3 separate regions of the Sus scrofa genome follow, and all the other regions are linked to region 3. Evidence: chromatin contacts called from public Hi-C and HiChIP or PLAC-seq data. All regions are on one chromosome and are shown on one strand. The core of a region is the stretch at or near the end of the contact, and the rest is flanking DNA. Distances in the headings are between cores, read along the strand shown.

Region 1 (4,215 bases), core at 745-3,244, 120 kb after region 3:
AATGGAGACAGACCGTAAATTACACTTGACAATATTTCACATGGTAAATGCTACATAGAAAAATTAAGCAGGGCAGTGGGGTTGGAGGGAGTGGGGAGGAGGCTGTGTGAGTGAGTTTGTGTGATTGAAGACAGACCTGAGGAAAAGGGAGTTGGAGCAAACTTCCTGGTAAACTAGGGGAAGAACATTCACCTTAAAGGGAAAAGCAGATGCAAAGGTCCTGAGGCAGAATATGCTTGAGCATATTTGGAAAGCAAGCAGTGGGAAGAGGTCACTTTTCCTGCGCAAGGAGACTGGTGTGCATCTCAGGGAGGACCCTGTAAGCTTTTGCAAGGAATTTGGATTTTACTGAGTTGATAAGACCCCTTGAAGAGGGCATGGTCTGGCTTAATTTTTTATTTGTTTGTTTGCTTTTGCTTTTTATAGGGCCATATATAGAAGTTCTCAGGCTATAGGTCCAATTGGCTACACCACAGCCACAGCCACAGCCACACCAGATCACACTGAGCAAGGCCAGGGATCGAACCTGCATCTTCATGGATCCTAGTAATCCTCTGAGCCACAACAGTAACTCTAACTGCCACGTGGGAAAGACAGAAGGGAGGGTAAGTGGGAAAGCCTGGAGGAAAGGCTAAAGAAGCAGTTTCAGATTTTAGGTAACTAGCCTGAGGTCACCCAGCTTCAGAAAGAGCAGAGCTAGAATTCACTCCCTCTGGAGCGATCAGACCCCTGACTTCAGGAACAACTTACTGAGTATTTGCCACATGCCAGGGCTTTGACGAGCCCTTTGGCACCTTAGCTCATCTGACCCTAGCAATAACCTTTAAGAGGCTGCACATTTATTTCAAAACACTTGTGGCTTTCTTCCAAACTGTGTTATCTCAGAACTGAGAGAAAAGTCTGAAACTCCAGTAAACAATTTTTTGGGGGGCGGGGGGGGGGGGGACTTTTTAGTGCCGCACCTGAGCCATACGGAGATTCTCAGGCTAGGGGTCAAATTGGAGCTACAGCTGCCGGCCTACACCACAGCTCACGGCAACCCTGGATCCTTAACCCACTGAGTGAGGCCAGGGATCAAACCCTCAACCTCATGGTTCTTAGTCAGATTCATTTCCGCTGCACCACAACTGGAAACTCCAATAATTTCTAACATTTAGGGAGAGTCCAAAAGGAAGCATCAATTTTTAAATTTTTTTTTTTACTTTTTAATTTTTATGGCTGCCCCCACTGCATATGGAAGTTCCCCAGGCCAGAAATTGAATCTCAGCCGCCGCTGCGGCAACACCGTATCCTTTAACCCACTGCAGCCATGTTCGGGGATCCAATCCGCCCCCCCGCAGCCACAAGAGGCACAGCGGGAAAAGTTTTTGACTGCTTTGAAAAAGTCATCCATACACGTTTCCAAGAAACAAAGGGAGAGCTGGCTTCTGCAGCACACTATACTAAAATTGGACCCATGCAGAGAAGATTATCATGGTTCCTCTGCAAGGATGACAAGCAAACTCAAAGAGGTCTTTTTTTTTTTAATTTAAGGAGTTTCTTGGCGGCCTAGCGGTTAGGTTTTGGTGCTTTCACCGCTGCTGTCTGGGTTCAATACCTGGTCTGGGAACTGAGATCCCACATCAAGCTGCAGCAGCAAAAAACCCACAAACACAAGAAAAAACCCCGAACGAATTTCTGTAGGGAAAAAGCAATTCTTCCCATTACCAGTTCCTAACGCCCTCCTCAGAGGCAATTACACATTTCTGCGGGTTCTTCCATAGATACTGTAAATACTTAAGTATCAAAATTTTATAAATGGTGACCAGTTATTGCAGTAAAAACGTGCAAATATCTAGGCTCTTGTCACTTGTTTATTTTAACAGATTAGTTGCTAGAAAGAAATCGATCCGGTGGCTAGCGTTGCCCTTCTATAAACTCCCTCAGATAGCGCCTGGGGTGTTCGATTCCATCCACTCTCTACTGCCCACCCCTGAGGAGACTCCGCCCGTTCACCCACCTCCTTCCGCTAGGCAATCCTTCTTTTGTTGTTTTTTTTGTTTTTGGCGGGGCTTTGAAAGTCTCGCGATAGCCTGACCTCTTCCCATAATTCCGTGCGCTCGCCCCTCCCTTCCTCTTTCCGCCATCTTTCCGTGCCGGTGAGTATCTTTCTCTGAGCGATCCAACTTTATCCGTTCGCTATCGGTGCCATCCTGTGGTCTGAGGCTCGGTCTTGGTTCCCTGCGAGGATGCCGGCGGCCTCCTGTGCCGGGAATACTGGCCTCGCGGGGGTCTGAGCAGGCGGAGGAGAGAGTCATGCTCAGCCGCCCCATGCTCTGCATTCTGGGGAGTCCGGGCTGTGGGGCGCAGGCCGCAGCCCTGGCTGGACCCGGAGCTTTTCGACTGTTCGGTCGACCCGGACCCCCTACGCGATCGGCGATGCCAGTACCGCCCTTAGTAGATGAGGCCCCTCCTTGGCGGGAAGTATCGGAGTCTGGGACCCTAATGGGCCGTACAGCTTCCCATTGCTGCGGCCGCGCTGGGAGCTTGGGAGTCTGAGGCCCCTTCGGCAGGGAAGATTGCACCCTGCTTGGGGTGGAGGTTTGCTGGTGTCTTCTGGGCTCCAGGTTTTCCCCCAGACACTTGTTGAGCTTGAGGAAGCCGGTCGGACTCCTCCTGTTGTCGTTTGAAAGCATGCTTTGGCCCTTGTCCTTAGCTTTCAAAACTTTGTTAGGTAAGTTCGTGTCTGTTGGGATAGAGTCTGATGAGGTGCAAGTAACATACTTGCCACTATGGTATGCTTGCTGTGGGGCATAATTTTGGGTGGCACCTGTACAGTCGTTTTAATAGTTACGGGCGTTAGGAGAAAGTCAAGTGGTATCTTGCGATGTTTAGGACGAGGCCGACACTGAGTTGGTTTATGTAAAGGTCCTGGTGGTTTTCAGAAATTTGGAAATCATCGATGGTGACCATTTGCTCCCTTTCTGAATTAACTGGCCTACCATAGCTGGTGTTTTCATTTTGGTAGGTGACATATTCTTTCGGGGCTACAAGGGAACCAGCCTGTGTAGAGATGGGAACCTTGATAGAGGTAGAAAGAAAAGCATGTGTTAGCCGTGGAATGATTGGGTGTCTGTTAATGGCCATGGCATTAATACCCCTGTTTTGTCTTCCCTGAACAGCCACAATGGTGCGCATGAATGTCCTGGCCGATGCCCTCAAGAGCATCAACAATGCCGAAAAGAGAGGCAAACGCCAGGTTCTTATTAGGCCGTGCTCCAAAGTCATCGTCAGGTTTCTAACTGTGATGATGAAGCATGGTAAGTGTCTTAATGTGTTTTGTTTTGAGGTAAACCTGTTACAGAAAGAGTCCAGTAGAAATTGTAGGGGAGAGGCCTAGGAAGATGGGGGTGAGGTGTCAGTCCTACGTGGGAAGTACTGTAATTGATTTGGGCTGTGGACAGGATAGTCTAGACAAGTGATGCTGTTTAAGAAATGCTAGGGTAGATTAGGACTGTGGGTAAGGAGGAAGTTTGTGACTTGTCCTGCTAGGTGTTTGGCACCTAAAATAGTCGTCTTGTGATAATTGCAGCTGCAGCACCTCATTGAAAGGGCTTTGGGAGCTCCTTGGGGTGGAGTGGAGGATTGCTGAACGTCTTGGGCTTGGGAGTGGGAAGCTATGAAAGGACAGGAAATCATCCCCTTTTTAAAATTTCAGGGTTGATAGTTTTGGGTGTTGCCGTCTAAATATTAAAAATTGTTTTCAATTCAGTGTCTTGTGTTTTATAGGTTACATTGGCGAATTTGAAATCATCGACGATCATAGAGCTGGGAAAATTGTTGTGAACCTCACAGGCAGGCTAAATAAGGTAAGAATTGATTGTCTTCCACATTTAAGAACCTTCAAAGTGGTCTCACATGGTGTTGTGTGTTGTAATTGCCCTTGTAAAATTAAACGGTGCTTCCTTTACCTAGTTAGTTTAAACAGAATTAGGAACTGGTTAAAATTGTTCATTTTTATATCACATTTTACTTTGTTCTCCAGGTAGAATGGTGAGTTGACAATTGCTTGTGGAGTGTGAGGTATCTGAAGGGAGATGTGGAGGCCTGGGGCAAAATGAACAACTGGTGGTTCCTCATTTGCATGGGGGCGGCTAACAAACTGCCCTCATTGGCTTAGACTTGAGCCGAGCCACTCAATGGCCTCTCATTTTGTCAGTGTAAATAACTTTGGTC
Region 2 (4,246 bases), core at 1,437-3,936, 110 kb after region 3:
CTTGTTTATTTACCCTTTATTCTAAGAGCAAATTGAGTTGAACTGAATCTTCCTTGTTCTAGTAACATTGTATAAATAAAATGGCTTCTCTGTACAAATGGTTTGTAAGGCCTCCTGATGGATATAATTTTGTGATTGTATTTAAGATTAAAAGTTGAATAAAACACACCAGCTTCCTGAAAATATTCATAATGCATTTTTTGGAAAACAAAATACATGCCTACTTTGTGCATATTTGCATTAACATGGCAAAGATTGTATGAAATACCTGTTTTTCAAAAAATAAAGTTTTAAAAGATTTAAGCTCTGATTTATCGAAGTTTCCAGAAAAATTAATTTTGGAATATGAATAATTTTTTAAAAAGCGTTAATCCAGAAGGTTTTTTTTAAAACTTAATTCTCAAATATATTTTACCCTCAGAGTTTAATAGTACTTTTGAATTAGCAGTGGAAATTTTACTTCCATGATTAAGTTCTTAGTATTAAGGCACAATTAAGCTTAATTTTGTAAATCTTTAAATAAGAACTCCTGTGGAATGTTACTCACATTTATGTTCCCTGGTGTATGAAAGCTATGAAGGAAAACGAAATGGCCAACCTGTTTTAATATCTGGAAATAAGATTGCATTTGTTGGATTATGTTAGGAAGATTTATGTTAACTGTTTAGTCATCCAACATGTTTCAAAAGATTCTGTCTTGCCTTTATTGTACAAAATGGGGCAAAAGGCTCCATCCAAGAAAGCCATGCTAAGTGTAGGTGTTTTTTGTTCTTATTAGGGCGACTGGAATTTTAGTTAAAGACCTTCCACCAGTGCTCGGTGTTAAGTTGCTGGTTAGGTCTGGGAACACATTCCTTGAGTAAGAGATACTCTGTGGAGAATCTGTGCTGTTTGAAAGCAGATCCTTCAGTTTTCACCTACTTGAATTGCACAAGCTGCTGTTGAAAGAGAAGTCTCTTCTGAAGTTGTACACAGGGAACTTGGATAAAAACCAGGCGCACTCTGTAGCAAAAGCTGATTTCCCAATGTACAAATGGCAGTTTTTAAACTCTAGTAACTGATGCCCTCTTCTTCGGAAGTGGATGTTACTGTACCTAAAGTACTGTTTTGCATTCAGTACTCTCTATATTCATCACGTGGTTGGTTGCTCGCTGTTTGCGACCTTCTGATTTTCTTTTGAAGAGGTAGGGAAGGGCCTACTCTTCAAACTCCAACTAAAATCTCCCCAAATGGGATATATCAACTGGCTGCATTTTACCTGCATAACCTGTTTTTCTCCCCAACATTTCCCTAAGTGGAACTTTACTGAAGAGTCAGTCCCCTTCCCTTGCAGAGGCTTTTTTTTTTTTTTTAATCTCCCTCCAAGTGTTTATACCTGATCAGATGCTTTATTTTTTTTCACAGTAAAAAAAGAAACTTACATTCTTATATCACAACAGAACAAAGGGTGGAAAAAAATGTATACATGTAAGTGTAACTTGGTCCCCATGCTGTACAGCGGGGAAAAAAAAAACACAATTGGTTAATAGTATAATAAAAAAATGCCACATGAGATACCAAAAAAACCCAAAAACAAACGATGGCATAATATAGAAGACTATAAAAAGTTAAAAGCTATGCTAAGTTTTCCTCAAAAAGACATCTGACCAGGTCAACATTTAGCATATTTCGAGCAATGAAAATGAAAGCATTTTTTAAATACATTTTTGTGAAGTCCTGGAGAGAAAAGATTTCTCAACACAGCTCATCTAGTTTTTGTTTTTGTTTGGCCGCTCCCCTGGCATTCATCTGCTTCTTAAATTCCAATTCATTCCACCCTTATGAGAGAGTTGACATCTTTCCTTAGCATGACCTCTAATGTAAAAAGATCTGTCAAAACAAGTCCCTTTTTGGAGAGGGAGTTCGTAGTTTACCCCACAAAGAATTTCCCCAAACACCCTATATAAACAAGCCGATTTTTTTAAGTCAATGCATTTTTCACAAGTTGTCGAACTACGCCAAGATTTTCTCCTACCCCCATCAAACTAAGGCCTTAAAGGGGAGTAACATTGCGGAAAAAAAATCTACATAAATAGCCCTATTCATTTGTCCGCGAAACCTCACGAGATGGGCACGAGTCATAAATCCAGGCTAAACTGCTCAAGGCTGCGGGAGCAGGGATCAGAAGGCGGGGCCGACGGGGAACAGCTGGGGCGAGGGCCACAGGCTGCTTCTGTTAAGAGGATCCCAGCCGGCCCCCTTAATCACAATGAAGTTAGCGTCACATGACCACCTCTGCCTTCCGCCTGATACTGGGTGGCATATTTCCTCGAGGACTAATTCCGGAGAGTCTCCTTGGCTGCTTTGAGGTCCCCCTGAAAGAGCGTCCGAGAGCTACGGTTCCCACAGGCCCCGGGGATACTGAGGCCACACCAGGCCCCGGGCAGCGGCCGTTCAACCGCTTCTGAAAGGCCTGGGCGGGGCGTCGCACACCTCCTGGGCGCTGATTGGTCATTCAGTGTCCCCGCCTCCTCGGCCCCGGCGTTCTCACTCTCCTTTGACCTCGGTTTCAAGACATGCGCTGGACAGCGGTTGGCCGCCCCGGCTTCAGCTTCATCTTGATTTGCCCAATGAGGAGCGAGCTTCGCGGGGTCTGTCGGGAAAGGCATCCAGCCTATATAAGCGGCTTGCGGGGCGTACCCTGATGCCAGGGTAGCCTTAAGGGGTTCGAGAGAGCTCTTGGTTTTGTGGCGTCTTTCGCTCCTAGAGACGACACCTCAGGGACGATGGCAGAGGGAGATAATCGCAGCACCAATCTGCTGGTGAGTCCTGGCGGCTTCGTCGTGAGGGAAATGCGCTGGGTTTCTGGATATTAGGCTCCATGGGACGGCGCTGCGGCTTCGTTCCTATCACCTGCCGCGGGCCCGGCCTCCTCTCCCGGTGCCCAGGTGCAGGCGACGACTCCTGCCCTTTGGATGTCGTGGGTGAGCCTTGCTTGGCGGTCACTAGTCGTGTCCACGCCTAACATCCCTTGGGGACGGTTCGCGACGGAGCGAGGGCGCGTGATCATTCACCGCGAATAGAGGTTGAGGAGGAAGCGAGAGAAGAGGGGCTGGGACCCGCCTGGGGTGCAGTCACTGGCTGAGGGCCGCGAGTGCCCTGTCGAGTGCTTCGGGGGGCCCAGGCCCCAGCGGTATCCGGGTTTTCCCTCTTTCATCTTAAGCAGGACATCCTTTCGCCCTTTTCCCCAGTATTTGGTCAGGGGTTGAGGGTCAAAGGGTTGCTGCCGATAATTTGTTAGAGCTGGCACAGCTTAACACGGCAGCGAGGCTGCAAACTCACCGCTGGGAACCGAAAGTAAGAGTCCAGCCGGAAGGACTATGGGAGGTCTCGGCGTTAGTCTGTAACTGATAAACCTTTGGGGAAGGGGGAGGGTCACGGGAGGACTTTCGAGTAAGCAGGGGTCTAAAGGAAATGCAGTGAGGTTCTATCACAGGCAGACAATTTTAACCTCACTGAGAATCACGCAGGATCTAGGCAAAAGGGAAGGAAGGATCAGTCCATTTTCTACGTTGCATTTTCCCCAGGGAGAGTGCTAATGAATTAAGTGACTTTGCAGGGCAGTTTTGATTGTGCATGATTTTCGTTTTGCATTGATTTTTAGAAACGTATGACCTCTGCCCCATGACACACACACAGCAAAAACCTCTTCTCTGTGGTAAGCCTAGTTAGCCCCAGCCAGCTTCGTTTTAAGAATTGATTGTAGCACAAAGAAGTTGCCCAAGTTTACACAGCTGTTGAGACAACCGATATGGGCTCTGCTCTGCTGCTCTCTCTGCAGAGCAGTGTGGCTTTAAGGACAGGCCTTTGGCCTTGGATTTGCCAGATTCAGATCTGTTAACCTCTGTGTATCTCAGTGTCCTTATCTATAAAATGAAAATAATAACATCTTCCTTTCAGTTTGTTACGAGAAATGATTAAAATATAAACACAGAAAACATTTAGCAGAGTTTCTGGCACATGATAATCTTTTTTAACTTATTAAACATAGTATATAAAGTCAGAAATATTGAGGTTCCACCTAAGTGATCAGTGTGGCACAGCATTTTTTTTTTTTTTTTTTTTTCTTTTTAGGGCTGCCCCCATGGCCTATGGAGGTTCCCAGGCTAGGCTACACCACAGCCACAGCAACATCAGATCCAAGCCAAGTCTGCAACCTACACCACAGCTCTTAGCAGTGTTGGATCCTAAACCCACTGAGCAAGGC
Region 3 (4,288 bases), core at 1,530-4,029:
ATTCATTTTGGAATCTGAGCAATTAACATAAGTTGGTCACTGCACCATTATTGCAATAAACTGTTGAAGGAAGTCAAAATGATTAGTTGGCCACATCAGCCATTTGCTTGTGGGTCTGAGAGTTCCAAAGAGGAGGAGAGCATCAACTCACCTGCAGCACAAGAAAGGGGTCTGAGGCAAATAGGTTCAAGGAAAGCCAAAATTTATAACTGAGAAAATGCCTTGGGGAGCTCCTGTTGTGGTTCAGCAGTAACAAACCCACCTAGTATCCCTGAGGAATCAGGTTCCATCCCTGGCCTCGCTCGGTGGGTTAAGGATCTGGTGTTTCCATGAGCTGTGGTGTAGGTCTTGCACCTCCAATCCAGCCTTGCTCTGGCTGTGGCTTAAGCTGAAAGAAAGAAAAAGAAAGGAAGGAAGGAAGGAAGGAAGGAAGGAAGGAAGGAAGGAAGGAAGGAAAGAGAAAACGCTTTGGGAGAAGTGGCTTTTTTGGTCAGATTGCAGGGTGGTGGAGAGAGAGGAGATTGTAACTATTTCGATCATTTCTAATAATACACCTATTTCTCCGACCCCTACTCCCAGAGTTCCTTGAGGATAGGGATTGAGTCGGATCACTGTCCCTGTCCCCAACTGCTTGGTTAGTAGATGCTCAGTAAATTTTGCTAAAAAATGTTGAATGAAAGAATTAATCACAATTAGGCTGTACATTGAAAACATGTGAGGGAAATTCCCTCGTTCCCCCAGGGGGTTAAAGATTTGGCATTTTCACTGCTGTGGCTCTGGTTAAAGCTGTGATGTGGGTTCCACCCCTGGCCTGGGAACTTCTACATGCCACAGATATGGCACTCCCCCAAATAAAACCCCCAAACCCCAAACATATGTGTTTACTGTTTGCTTATGTCATTAGACATGAACTACAAACAAACCAAAATACCTTGTGGCAGGATTCACAATTTCTGAGAGAGAACCCTAATCTTAGGACTTGATTCAAGAGGGACTTTTCATAGGAGAGTAGGGAAGAAAGGACACCATTGGTAGGGTCCCTTTCACAAATGGTAGGATCCTTCCTCACAGCAAGTATGGGCTACCCAGGGCACATTTCAGGATGGAGTGTATAACTGTGGGATGTATCCCTCTTCACTCAGGTTATTTAAAAAAAAATTTTTTTTTTTTTTTTTTTTTACACATGTGGGTGACCATGCTGGAGTCTAAACCTAGTGAGAATTTCTGTGTTGAGTCAAATAGCACCAGTTCGTAGAAGGAGCTTCTTGTTCCCTGAATGAGTCGAATTGGGGAGGGGAGAAAAGTACATATGAAAACCTAACTTTCCATCCTTTAGAACTAGCAAGAGCCTACAGTGTTGACGGACATAAGCAAGGAGCCCAAAGTTGAAGGGGGATGCATGTGGATCACCTCATAATCTCAAGTACTTTTGTAATTTAGTAACTTTTTTTTTTTTCTGCCTTTTTCTAGGGCCGCTCCTGCGGCATATGGAGGTTCCCAGGCTAGGGGTCAAATCAGAGCTGTAACCACTGGCCTACACCAGAGCCACAGCAACGCGGGATCCGAGCTGCGTCTGCAACCTACACCACAGCTCACGGCAACGCCGGATCCTTAACCCACTGAGCAAGTCCAGGGATCAACCCCGCAACCTTATGGTTCCTACTCGGGTCCGTTAACCACTGCGCCACAACGGGAATTCCATTGGTAACCATTTTTAATCACACAAGCAATATATGGGGACTTTGCAACATAGGGAATTTGCAACATAAAATAACGTAAGACCCTTTTGACTATCCTCCAGAGTTAATTCCTGTTACCTGTTCTGTGTGTGCGTGCGTGCGTGCGTGTGTGTGTGTTTGGCTGCACCTAGGGAAGCTCCGGGGCCAGGAATGGAACCTGCACCAAGCTGTAACTGAAGCCACAGCAATGACCTACTGAGCCACATGCTAACTCCCTGTTACCTGTTTGCTGTGCAGCTTGTTGACCTTTTCTCTTTGTATATGGCATCCACTTTATGTCTAAGATGCTTTAGTGAACTCTTTGGTGGGGGCCGTGGAAACGTCGCGGCGGAGGAGAAAGTGCTCAGGTTTGGCCCCCCCCCCCCCCCCCGCCCAATGCCACGCCACCCGCAAGACTCTTTGGAAGGGAAAGTAGCTGTTAACGGTGGGAGGATTTCAGAGCGTATTTCATGTTGCAGGGGACAAAGGTTGGTGCTCGTGAGTATTCCGCTTTCTTCCTCTATTTCGTTTTTTGTAATGGTAAGACATAAATGGTCAAGGTGTCGGGAATCTACGGGCACATTTCAGGTGGAGGCTGGGTAGATGAATGTTCACCCCCTCTGTTTTTTATTTTTACTTATTGCCGTACAAGGTGAGGAACGTGGGCGCGCGTGAACTCTAAGGACATGCATGTGTGTCTGCGCGCGCCACCGCAAGGGCACCCCTGTATCTTGAGCGGAAGCCTGTTTACACCTGACTGCCCCGCCCTCTGGGGGTCAGGTGCTTTCCCGGGGGTGTATAGGAGAGCGTGCGCGTGGAGATGGTGACGGAGAACCCCCTCTCCCGTGATCCCCCGCGGCGGGGCCGGACCTCCGCGCGGTCCGCGAAGACTGGAAGCGAGCGCGGGGCGCGGAGAGGGCGGTCCACTTGCTGAGTCCGGCCCCGCCCACATGCCCCGCCCCTCGGTCCCGGCCCCGCCCCTCCACCCCGGCCCGGCGGGCGCCGGCACCGCCTCTCGCTCCCAGCATGCCGTGCGGCAGCGGCGGCGCGGCGGGCGGAGCCGGGAGGCGGGGAACCCGTGGCTGTGTGAGCGTGAGGAGCAGCCGCCACCGCCTCCTCCTCCCTGTCCTCCTCCTCCTGGGCCCCGGCGTCGCGGGCCGCGCACGGCCCTGGAAGAGACGTCGCCTCCCCTTCCTCCGCCTCCCTCTCGCCGCGCCGCTCCCGCCTCCTCGTCCTGCGCTGCGGGCTCAGGCGGAACCCGGAACGGCCGTCCGCCTCCCCCGCCCTCCGCCGCCTCCTCCTCCTTCTCGGCTTCCTCCTCAGCCCGGGGCCGGAGCGGAGTGTCGGCAGCGGCCGGTTCGGGCGGCGACTCGCGCTTCTTCGGGCGGCGGCGCTTGGCCATGTCGTGTCGGGGAAGGTAATGAGCCGCAGAGCCCCGGGGTCTCGGCTGAGCAGCGGCGGCGGCGGCGGCACCAAGTACCCGCGGAGCTGGAATGACTGGCAACCCAGGTGGGTGAGCCGGCGGCCAGCTCGCCACCCCGACCCCGGGCCTCGCCTCGGGCGGGCCGAGGCCTAGGGCCGCCGGGCTGGGAGGCGCGGCCTAGGCTCTCCACCCCCCCAGGAACCGGGCGCGGCTTCCTGGGTTCCCTCCCGCCCCGGCTGGGGAAGGAAGGCCGCTGGGAGGCGAGGCCTAAATGCTTCCCCTCTCCCTGCATTTCAGCCTCAGGGCTGGAGCCAGACCCTGGGCGCCGGGAGAAGGAACTGGCCTAGGAATTGGGTGAAGGAAGGGAACCTGGTGTTGGTTGTTTTTTTTTGTTTGTTTTTTGTTTTTTTTTACTTGCCGCCTTCCCCTTAAGTTGGTATATGAGTTGGGGGATCCTGGGAGTACAGGACCCTCTCCGCCACCCATTCACTTTCCTATCTCTCCGCCTCTCAGCCCCCACGTGAAAAGACCTCCTTAACTTTGATCTTTTCTGTGACCTCCCACGTGTTAATATTTAAAAAACAGCCACGCTCCAGGGCCTTACTCTGACTTTAGGCAGGCTCGTTGTGGGGCATGAGAGGAGATTGTGACAGTGTTAATGGGGCCAACCGACTCTGGTCCTGGAAAATGTTTCCCACAAGTGCAGGGGGCAGCTACTTTGGCGGAGAGCAGTTCATGCCTGGACACTTGAGCGGGCTTTCGCTTAGAAGAGTAAAGGGTTTGATTTCCGACAGGGGTCTCCTTGGAAATGAACATATTAAAGGGTACCGACTTTTTAAAGAAAATTAATTTTCGTTTCTTTCTGATTAATCATGGGGCAGTTGTACGTAATTTTGGACTGATTCTCATCTCTCTTACTCAATAAGTGCTTGTAATACTCAAGACTGTTTTGGAACTTAGCCCAGTGCCTAGAAGAATTCCCTAAATGTATATAACATTGTAGGGTTAGTTGTTTCATGGAGGTCTCGCACTTTGAGCCTCTTGCATTATGATTGTCCAGGAACTGGCCAGAGAAATGTTAGACACACATTGTTGGGATGACTTTTAATTTCCTGATGGCTGCATGCAATTCCAGCAATGTTTGGAA

What was found. Hi-C and Micro-C count contacts between places; a contact is called where the count stands out from the background. HiChIP or PLAC-seq counts read pairs in DNA pulled down with a chosen protein or histone mark.
Region 1: a contact with region 3 is called in a Hi-C map of liver, with 9 times the contacts expected there. The contact joins the promoter of RPS15A here to the promoter of SMG1 in region 3. A contact is called at or near these places in 1 of 5 promoter capture datasets (liver), 5 of 47 Hi-C or Micro-C datasets (blood, heart right ventricle, liver and 1 more) and 2 of 2 datasets of contacts at active chromatin or transcription factors (alveolar macrophages and skeletal muscle).
Region 2: an H3K27ac HiChIP or PLAC-seq map of skeletal muscle shows a contact between it and region 3. The contact joins the promoter of ARL6IP1 here to the promoter of SMG1 in region 3. A contact is called at or near these places in 2 of 5 promoter capture datasets (fetal liver and liver), 4 of 47 Hi-C or Micro-C datasets (epiblast stem cells, liver and skeletal muscle) and 2 of 2 datasets of contacts at active chromatin or transcription factors (alveolar macrophages and skeletal muscle).

Annotation. Positions count from the first base shown.
Region 1 is chr3:26,774,667-26,778,881 of Sscrofa11.1, forward strand. It overlaps RPS15A (40S ribosomal protein S15a), which reads left to right and starts at 1,995. Exons shown (of 5, transcript XM_021086554.1): 1 at 1,995-2,138; 2 at 3,162-3,299; 3 at 3,769-3,848. The coding sequence starts at 3,167.
Region 2 is chr3:26,757,959-26,762,204 of Sscrofa11.1, forward strand. ARL6IP1 (ADP ribosylation factor like GTPase 6 interacting protein 1) reads left to right here and starts at 2,687. Exons shown (of 6, transcript NM_001244213.1): 1 at 2,687-2,801. The coding sequence starts at 2,766. It overlaps SMG1 (serine/threonine-protein kinase SMG1), which reads left to right. Exons shown (of 63, transcript XM_021086548.1): 63 at 1-310.
Region 3 is chr3:26,651,040-26,655,327 of Sscrofa11.1, forward strand. SMG1 (serine/threonine-protein kinase SMG1) reads left to right here and starts at 2,780. Exons shown (of 63, transcript XM_021086548.1): 1 at 2,780-3,227. The coding sequence starts at 3,139.